Linked DNA regions of Neogale vison: region 1 is linked to region 2. The links are chromatin contacts, called in public Hi-C maps. All regions are on one chromosome and are shown on one strand. Each heading gives the region's core, a stretch centred on a gene start, on an enhancer-like site or on the middle of the called end of the contact. The rest is flanking DNA. Distances are from core to core; before and after follow the strand shown. Region 1 holds the start of RSF1 (remodeling and spacing factor 1). Region 2 holds the start of INTS4 (integrator complex subunit 4).

The links. A called contact is a pair of places that touch in the nucleus more often than the background predicts.
Region 1: a Hi-C map of fibroblasts shows a contact between it and region 2, with 5 times the contacts expected there. The contact joins the promoter of RSF1 here to the promoter of INTS4 in region 2. A contact is called at or near these places in 2 of 3 Hi-C or Micro-C datasets (fibroblasts and muscle).

The regions. Positions count from the first base shown.
Region 1 is chr7:145,901,908-145,906,212 of ASM_NN_V1, forward strand. It overlaps RSF1 (remodeling and spacing factor 1), which reads left to right and starts at 2,809. Exons shown (of 16, transcript XM_044258458.1): 1 at 2,809-3,010. The coding sequence starts at 2,824. It overlaps AAMDC (mth938 domain-containing protein), which reads right to left and starts at 2,389. Exons shown (of 4, transcript XM_044258456.1): 1 at 2,284-2,389.
Region 2 is chr7:145,739,595-145,743,444 of ASM_NN_V1, forward strand. INTS4 (integrator complex subunit 4) reads left to right here and starts at 1,844. Exons shown (of 23, transcript XM_044258455.1): 1 at 1,844-2,067. The coding sequence starts at 2,014. LOC122912549 (a long non-coding RNA gene) reads right to left here and starts at 1,588. Exons shown (of 2, transcript XR_006385655.1): 1 at 796-1,588.

The sequences.
Region 1 (4,305 bases), core at 1,559-4,058, 160 kb after region 2:
TTTTATTTATTTATTTGAGAGAGAGACAGTGAGAGAGAACATGAGGGGGGAGAAGGTCAGAGAGAGAAGCAGACTCCCCGTGGAGCTGGGAGCCCGATGTGGGACTCGATCCCAGTACTCCGGGATCATGACCTGAGCAGAAGGCAGTCGTCCAACCAAGTGAGCCACCCAGGCGTCCCGTGTAAAATTTTTTTAAAAAGATTTTATTTATTTATTTGACAGAGGGAGACACAGTGATAGACGGAACACAAGCAGGGGGAGTGGCAGAGGGAGAAGCAGGCTTCCTGCTGAGCAGGGGGCCCAATGCAGGGTTGGATCTCAATACACCCGGATCATGACCTGAGCTAAAGGCAGATGCTTAATGACTTGAGCCACCCAGGCTTCCCTTTAAAAAAAAATTTTTTTAAAGATTTTATTGGACAGAGAGAGATCACAAGTAGATGGAGAGGCAGGCAGAGAGAGAGAGAGGGAAGCAGGCTCCCTGCTGAGCAGAGAGTCCGATGCGGGACTCGATCCCAGGACCCTGAGATCATGACCTGAGCTGCAGGCAGCGGCTTAACCCACTGAGCCACCCAGGCGCCCCTAATTTTTTTTTTTTAAGATTTAATTTATTTATTTGACAGAGAGAGAGAGAGGGAGAGAGAAAGAGAGCACAAGTAGGGGGAGGAGCAGAGGGAGAAGCACCAGGAGCCAGCTCCATTCCAGGACCCCAAGATCTTGACCTGAGCTGAAGGCAGGCGCTTAACTGAGCCGCCCAGGAGCCCCTTAACATTTTTTTTTTTTTTTTTTTAGTAGTTTTCAAGCCCAGCATGGGGCCCAAGGATAGGCTTGAACTCTGGACGCTGAGATCAAGACTTGAGCTGATATCAAGAGTGGGATGCTTAACTGGCTGAACCACCTAGGCTCCCCAGTACTATGTAAGTTTAAAATGCACAATGAAAATTCTGGCTCAGGGGCACCTGGGTGGCTCAGTGGGTTAAAGCCTCTGGCTAGGGCTGGGGTCATGATCTCAGGGTCCTGGGATAGGGCCACATCGGGCTCTCTGCTCGGTGGGGAGCCTGCTCCCCCCCCCTACTTGTAATCTCTATCAGTCAAATAAATAAATAAAATCTTTAAAAAAAAAAGAGAAAATTCTGGTTCAAAGTAATAGATTATATAAATCATAGGCGAATTCAATCTAAATTTCAGAAATTCTTTTATTCAGTAATAGCAACTAACGTTTTTAAAATAGTTGCAGTGAATGTGCCTGGGCATTGTGCTAATCAATTACCTGGAATAGCTAGTAAAACTCTATGATGTAAGTACTGGTATCACCCCCACTTCACAGAGTTTCCAAGAAATGAAGAATCTTCTGCAATGGCATGAAGCACTTTTTTTTTTTTTTAAAGATTTTATTTATTTGACAGAGAGAGGTCACAAGTAGGCAGAGAGGCAGGCAGAGAGAGGAGGAAGCAGGTCCCCGCTGAGCAGAGAGCCCGATGTGGGGCTGGATCCCAGGACCGTGGGATCATGACCTGAGCTGAAGTCAGAGGCTTTAACCCACTGAGCCACCCAGTCACCCCCTGAAGCAGTTTTGTTAGGACCCACCTACGGCTTACTTCCAAAGCTCAGACTTCTAACCATAGTGCACCTCGAATCCCAAGTTGCACATTCTACTTTGCATGACTGATGGTTTTCTGAGATTCTTTGTGGTGCTCACTTCTGGCCCCAACGAAGTCGAACCCTGTCTTCTAACAATTGTTTACTCTTTCACCAAGTCGCTTATCCTGTCATTCCTTTTAGTGGAGTCCTAGCCCACCCTCTGACCCTGGTCCCCCTAAAAAGTCTCGTCCCATGAGATCCTCGTGCCTCAAGAGTCCCTTCCCCTCCCACCTTGGCAACCACAGCAGGAGCCTGTACCCTCATACCTTGGTCTGCCTGAAGAGTTGGTCCCTTCAGACCAAGATCTTCTACCAGGTCCCCAACTCCTCAGACAGGTGATACTAGCAAAGTCGGGCTCTCGCTCCCCAGAGTCCTCAGACTCTGTTTTCCAGCACAGCTGAGATTCTTGTACCCAGAAGACAGCAATACCCCTCACAAAGCTTCGGAGGCACTTCTCCCTACAAAGGTCCCATCCCAACCCCTAAGTAAGGGGACTTCTCTACCTTTCCCTTTCCAAACGTCTCCCAGAATCATGCTTTTTTCCCCCTATTCTTCCCTTTTTCTGCTTCTAATTCACGCTCCCCAACTTCCCCCACCACCTGGTGGCCGGGTTTCAGTTCCCGGAGCTCCCCCAAAACTTACCCAACGTCCTCTCTTCAGGAGAGTTGATATCCCAAGCGGCTCCGCGATTTACCTCTCACCTTGGTTAGCTCGGGCCCTCTAGCTAGGCCCTCCCTCCACTCGCCCCGCCCTGAAAGCGCCTTTCAGCCAGTCTGAAGCCCCGCCCCCTCCAAACCTATTGGCCACCACTCGAAAAAGTCCCGCCTCTTCAGCTTCCAGTCCTCCTCCCTGCCCCGCTTCCCTTGTTTTCATTCCCCCTGTCACACGAGGCAGTGGCAAACCCAAAGTGGGAGGGGCGAAGTAGAGGGAGGGACAGGGGGTGCGGAAAGAGGGCGGAAAGTGAAAGGCATAGAGCGCCTCTCTTTCCCCCGTCTGACTCGGTTCTCTACTGCTCCGAGCAGCCGTTGTATTGTGGGATCGCGGCGCCTTGCCGGAGACGCTCGGAACCACAGGGGAGCCCGCTCACTAGCGCCTCCTGTTGTCCGTAAGGCTACCCTACCATTCCTCGGAGCCCAACTCCCTCCACCCCCCCTCGCCTCCTCCTCCATCCTCCAGTTCAAAATGGCGGCGGCGGCAGCAGCGGCGGCCGCGATGGCTCCTCCGGGCTGCCCGGGTTCGTGCCCCAACTTCGCCGTTGTCTGCTCTTTCCTGGAGCGCTACGGGCCGCTGCTCGACCTGCCTGAGTTGCCGTTTCCCGAGCTAGAGCGAGTGCTGCAGGCGCCGCCGCCGGACGTCGGCAGTGGAGAAGGTAAGCAAGGGGCCCGAACGCCCGGCGGGAAGCGGCCCTGGCACGCTCCTTCTCTCCTCTCTCCACGGACCTCCCGGGCCTTAGCGGCTCTGTCCTCCCCCTGGGGCGCAGCTCCGCCCGGCCCGGCTTCTCCGCCCAGCCCCCAGGGTCTTGGGCAGTGGGGAGGCGGGGCACAGACCCCCTAGGGCCACTGGGCCTGGCGCGGAGCGGAGGTGGGGGCGTCGCAGGCTAGGTGTGGGCTGGGGGCGTGGAGTGGTCATTGTGCTGGTCTGCGGCCCCTGGGACTGTTCTCCGGCGGCGGTGGCCGGTCCTCCACCCCTTCTCCCCCTGGGTGGCGGGGGAAGGGGAGCGCAGGTTCCGGCCAGCTTTGCGCTTTTCTCCTCCTCCCCTCCCTTGCTCCTTCCCCTCCTCCCACCATCCTCCCCACCATCTCGGGGGAGGCTGGGCTCATCTTCTCGGGGCGCCCCTTTCTCTCCCTCCACCTGGGTGGGCGGGGGCCAGCGGACACTTCAGCTCTCCCTCCCTCTAGTGGGAACTCCCCCGAGAGAGTCGCTCTCGTCTCTCTTCCCTTCCCCTCGAGGGCTGGTTTAACCCCCAAAACTCCTTCCTCAGAGTAGGGAGGTTTGCTCCTCCCCCATGGGAGGGGGGTCCTCCTCCATTCTCGCTTTGGGGGTCGAAGTCGGTTCAGCTTCTCCAGTTTGGAGGGTAGTGGGTTAATTTTTCCTCCCCCATAGTTTTCCTCCTCCCTCTCCCCACCTCCCCCCAAATAATAGAAAAGCATCTCCCCACTTTCCTAATCCCTTCCCCCTTCATCTTGGCAGCAGGGCTTAGGGGAAGAAGTCGCCCTCCCATTTGCAGGGTGGGGTGGGGTGGTTAGTATGTAGGCTGGAGGAGGGGCTCAGACGGAGGGGGAAACAGTTGAAGAAGGTGCTTGTTGCTCATGTTTCTCTCTCTGGTGCTGCTGGTCTATTATTGGTGTTCGCAAGTGGTGCTCCTTCCACATAAGGCCACCGCGCGGGTGCAGGGCGCATGCTCTGCCCGGCCCCATTGAAACTTCCTGCTGCTGCTGCTGCTGCTGCTGGTTCTTTCGCTGGAGCATCTCAGCGCTGTGCCTGCTGCCTCCAGCCTTTACACTGATCGCGTACACTCACGCCTTATTTATTCCCGATCCATGTCTCTCGTTGTCCTGGCATATTTCTTCCTTCAGAGGAGGTTTTTTTTGTTTTGTTTTGTTTCTTTTTTTTTTTTTTTCTCCCTCCCCCGTGTTCTGAGCATTGCCTTTATATGGGAACAGC
Region 2 (3,850 bases), core at 594-3,093:
TTCTTTCTTTCTGGAAAACTCACTATTTTGGGGGCACTGGGGTGGCTCAGTCTGTTGAGCATGGGACTTGATTTCTGTTCAGGTCATGATCTCAGAGTTCTGAGATCAAGCCAGGTGTCTGGCTCCACACTGGGCATGGAGAGTGCTTGGGATTCTCTCCCTCTTCCTCTGGCCCTCCTCCAGTACCCCCACCCCCCAACTCTAGCTCTCTCTCTCTCAAAATATATATTTTTAAAAATCTCTATTTTTAAAAAAAAGACTTTATTTATTTGACAGATCACAAGTAGGCAGAGAGGCAGGCAAAGAGAGAGGAGGAAGCAGGCTCCCCAGTGAGAAGGGAGCCGAATGCGGGGCTCGATCCCAAGACGGTGAGATCATGACCTGAGTTGAAGGCAGAGGCTTTAACCCACTTGAGCCACCCAGGCGACCCCAAAATCACTATTTTTAAAGCTAGAGCAAAAATCGTTTCTTCAGTACTTCTATGAGGCCCTGCAGGGATGGAAAACTTTTCTTCCCTTCTAGTTTCTCTGGCTGGTCTAATAATTAGAAGACAGAACAAGAGGGAAAAAAAAAACCAAACAAACCCAAAACCATTTCTTTAGGTACAAGAGCCCCGAAGTCATGAGGCCCAAAGACAGGCACTTGAGGCTTCTACGCCACCCTGAGCTCGGGAAAAGAGGAAGAGGTGTGCCTCTTCCGAAAGTGGAGAAAGACAATTCACAGAAAGATAAGAGCAAATGTTTGGTGAACAAACGTTTGCCGGACTCTGTAGATGAGGTGTTGATAAAACATTACCTTTGGTATTAGCGTTCTCTGGCAACAGGCCCTCTAAATTCTTTCAGGAAGTTACGCGGAAGGTGAACAGCTCTTCTGAGCCTGTTGCGCCCCGACTGTCTTCAGCTATAAATACTCCCCACACCAAAATGGCACATTTTGGGGTCATTATTCTGCACGCCCACCCCCTAATCCTGAGGAAGTCAGTAGTTCTGTGACTCACATTCCTGTTATCCAAGGACACTTGACCTCTGATTATGTTTGGGCGTCTCTCTTCCCAGTTACACTGTAAGGCTTTAGAGTGAAGACCGTTTTTCTGGGTGTTGAGGTGTTCTGCACCTGCCACGGTATCCCGCGTCAGCGCTTCTGAAAGACCTTAACAATGAACAGCTAAAGCTTCAGGAAGTAAAAACTCGACCGCGGGTTTCACCAACACGACTAATCCACTTCCTTCTGCCAATGTTTCTGCATCATTCCCTTCCACTGTCACTACACCTCAGTCAGGACAGCTGGCGGAGGCTCTCTGTTCATTAAGTGCCAATCAAAGTCTGAAACTTGGGTGCCTGACCCTTGACCTCAGGGCTCTTTCCTCTCTCCCGTAGCTATGGGGGTGCGGGTGGGGGAGGGCGGATTCCTTAAAAATAAATGGATTTCAAACTGGAATGAGACAGCAAAAAAAAGAATCCCATGGCAGGAGACGGGTGTCACACAGCTAAACCTTAAAGAGAGCTCAAAAAAGCTACAAGCAGCAAACAGGAATAGCCAAAAACAACGAAAATGTCCGCGGGCCCGCTCCCCCTCGTCTCTCCTCTGAAACGCCTCCCGCTGCTCCGGGTTTTGCCTCTAGCTCTGGGTCCCGCCTCTGACCTTTGCCCTGTACGTCCTCCCTCCCTTCGCTCAGCTCCGATACCAGGCTCCCGACCACTCTGAGTCCACCAGCGAACCCCCGAAGGCTGCCATTGGCTCATCTACTTCTTCAGTCCAGTCACCTCCTGCTAAAGGCCCCGCCCCCTCGCTCTGCGCCCTCATTTTCGTTCCGCCGACGCACAAGGCGTAGGAGGACAAATTCTGCTGCACCGCGGAAAGGGCAGTGGAGCAGCAGGAAGCGGCCTCTCTTTCTCGGAACTCCACTGCCTTGTGGGATAGTGGCGAGTTCCTCAGGCCCGGGCAAGTTTTCCGGATTCCTCCCCCACCGCCTCCCTCGTCGAGTACGGAAGCTGAGAGGGTACGCGGGCAGTCATGGCGGCGCACCTAAAGAAGCGGGTGTACGAGGAATTCACTAAAGTGGTTCAGGTAATTGATGGAAGGAAAGGTCCTAGGACTAGTTCGGGGAGGGGAAGATTATCCACGCTCCAGACACTTTGCCAAAACAGGCGCCGCAAACCTGGGTTGAGTGCCGACTACTTTGATAGGCTCTCCGAAACTACACTTAAGTGGGCGTGTTCGTTTGCAGCTGCTGTTGTCATTTTTAGTATGTGCAGTCTGACACTTAATAAAGTTATTAGAATAGAAAGCTCTTTACAATGTATGAAGATGTCTTATCCGTTATCTCAGTTTATTCTGGTTACGTTAGCACTTCGTTCTACAGATGTGGCTCCAAAGCTTCTGGAGGGATTGGAGGATTCAGAGTCAAATTCTGGTGGAGCTCCTCCCACCTCCTGGTCCCTCCCCCCCCCCCCAAAAGCGCCCGGGGACAAGTTGGTTGTATGCAGAACTCTAAGGGGCTGGAGGTAGAGTCTGTAGAAATCCTCAAGACCCAGCTAAAGCAGGTGAGGGTTCCAGGCTGTATAGGGGCAGAAGTTTCCATTTGTGGAACAGCTTACGTAGGAAGGAGAGCAGTTATTTCCCTCCTTTGGAGTTAAGGACAGGTGGTCTGAGCCCCTGTTAGAGCAGTGACTCTCCATGTGTCTCCTCATAGATGTTGCTTTATAAAATAGAGGTTGATCCCAAGTTATCTCCTGTGTCGCTCCTTAGACTTTTTATGCAAATCACCTGGCGATCTTGGTATAATGTAGATTATACTCAGTGGGGTGGGAGAGGTGGAGGCAATAATTTGCATTTCTGACAAGCCCCCAATTGATTCTAGTAGGTCAAAAGCATCCTTAGATCCCTAGAGTACCCCTAGGTCCTCAGACTTCTAGTGTAGCAGGATTTAGACCATCCAGCAGGAAACTTAAGTATTTCATTCATCCCTTCAGCAAGAATTTGTTGAGTGGTTACTATGTATTAGGTATAGTGAAAGGTGTTGAGCTACAAAGTCCAATACACTTTAGGGTCCTTGTTCTTTAGGAGCTCACAGCCTAGTGGGAGAGACAGAAAAGCATACCGGTGATTATAATACAGAGAGATTATTGTATTGACAAGTTTTCACTTATCTTATCACTTACCATTTCTGTTTTGTGGACACATTTTTGTAGCATATTCCACTGACTGTAGGGAAGATTGCTTTTTTCCCCCCCTTAAATATAACTTTGAGATTTAAACTTGGCACTTTTTTGTTGCTTCATTTTATGTGAAATTCATTTTCTTGAACTTTTGGAATGAGTCAACATTCAGGAAGGTTTTTCTTTTTAAAGTTTTTAAATTTTTAAATGATCTCTATACCCAACATGGGGTTCAGGCTCACAACCCAGAAATCAAGAGTTGCCTGTTGCACCAACTGAGCTAACCAGAGCCCGCTCAGGAAAATTTTTCACATTTCACAGAGCTGCTCCTTCCGTGATTTGCTTTCTGGAACTTTCTGGGCCTGTTTCCCCAGCTCACTTTTTTTTTTTCTTTTTCATAATTGTGGTAAAATACATATATTACCATTTTAAACTTTTTTTTTTTTTTGGCTCAAGAGTGAGGGAGGGCAGAGGAAGGGGGAAGAGAGACTCTTTTCTCAAGGCCCCACGCTCAGCATAGAGCCCAATGCAGGGCTTGATCTCACCACCCTGAAATGATGACCTGGGCCGAAATTAAAAGAGTTGGATGCTTAACTGACTGACGCACCCATGCATCCCCATTTTAAACATTTTTAATTGTGTAGTTCGATGGCATTCTATACATTCACAATTTTTATTTCCTTTTTTCCCGT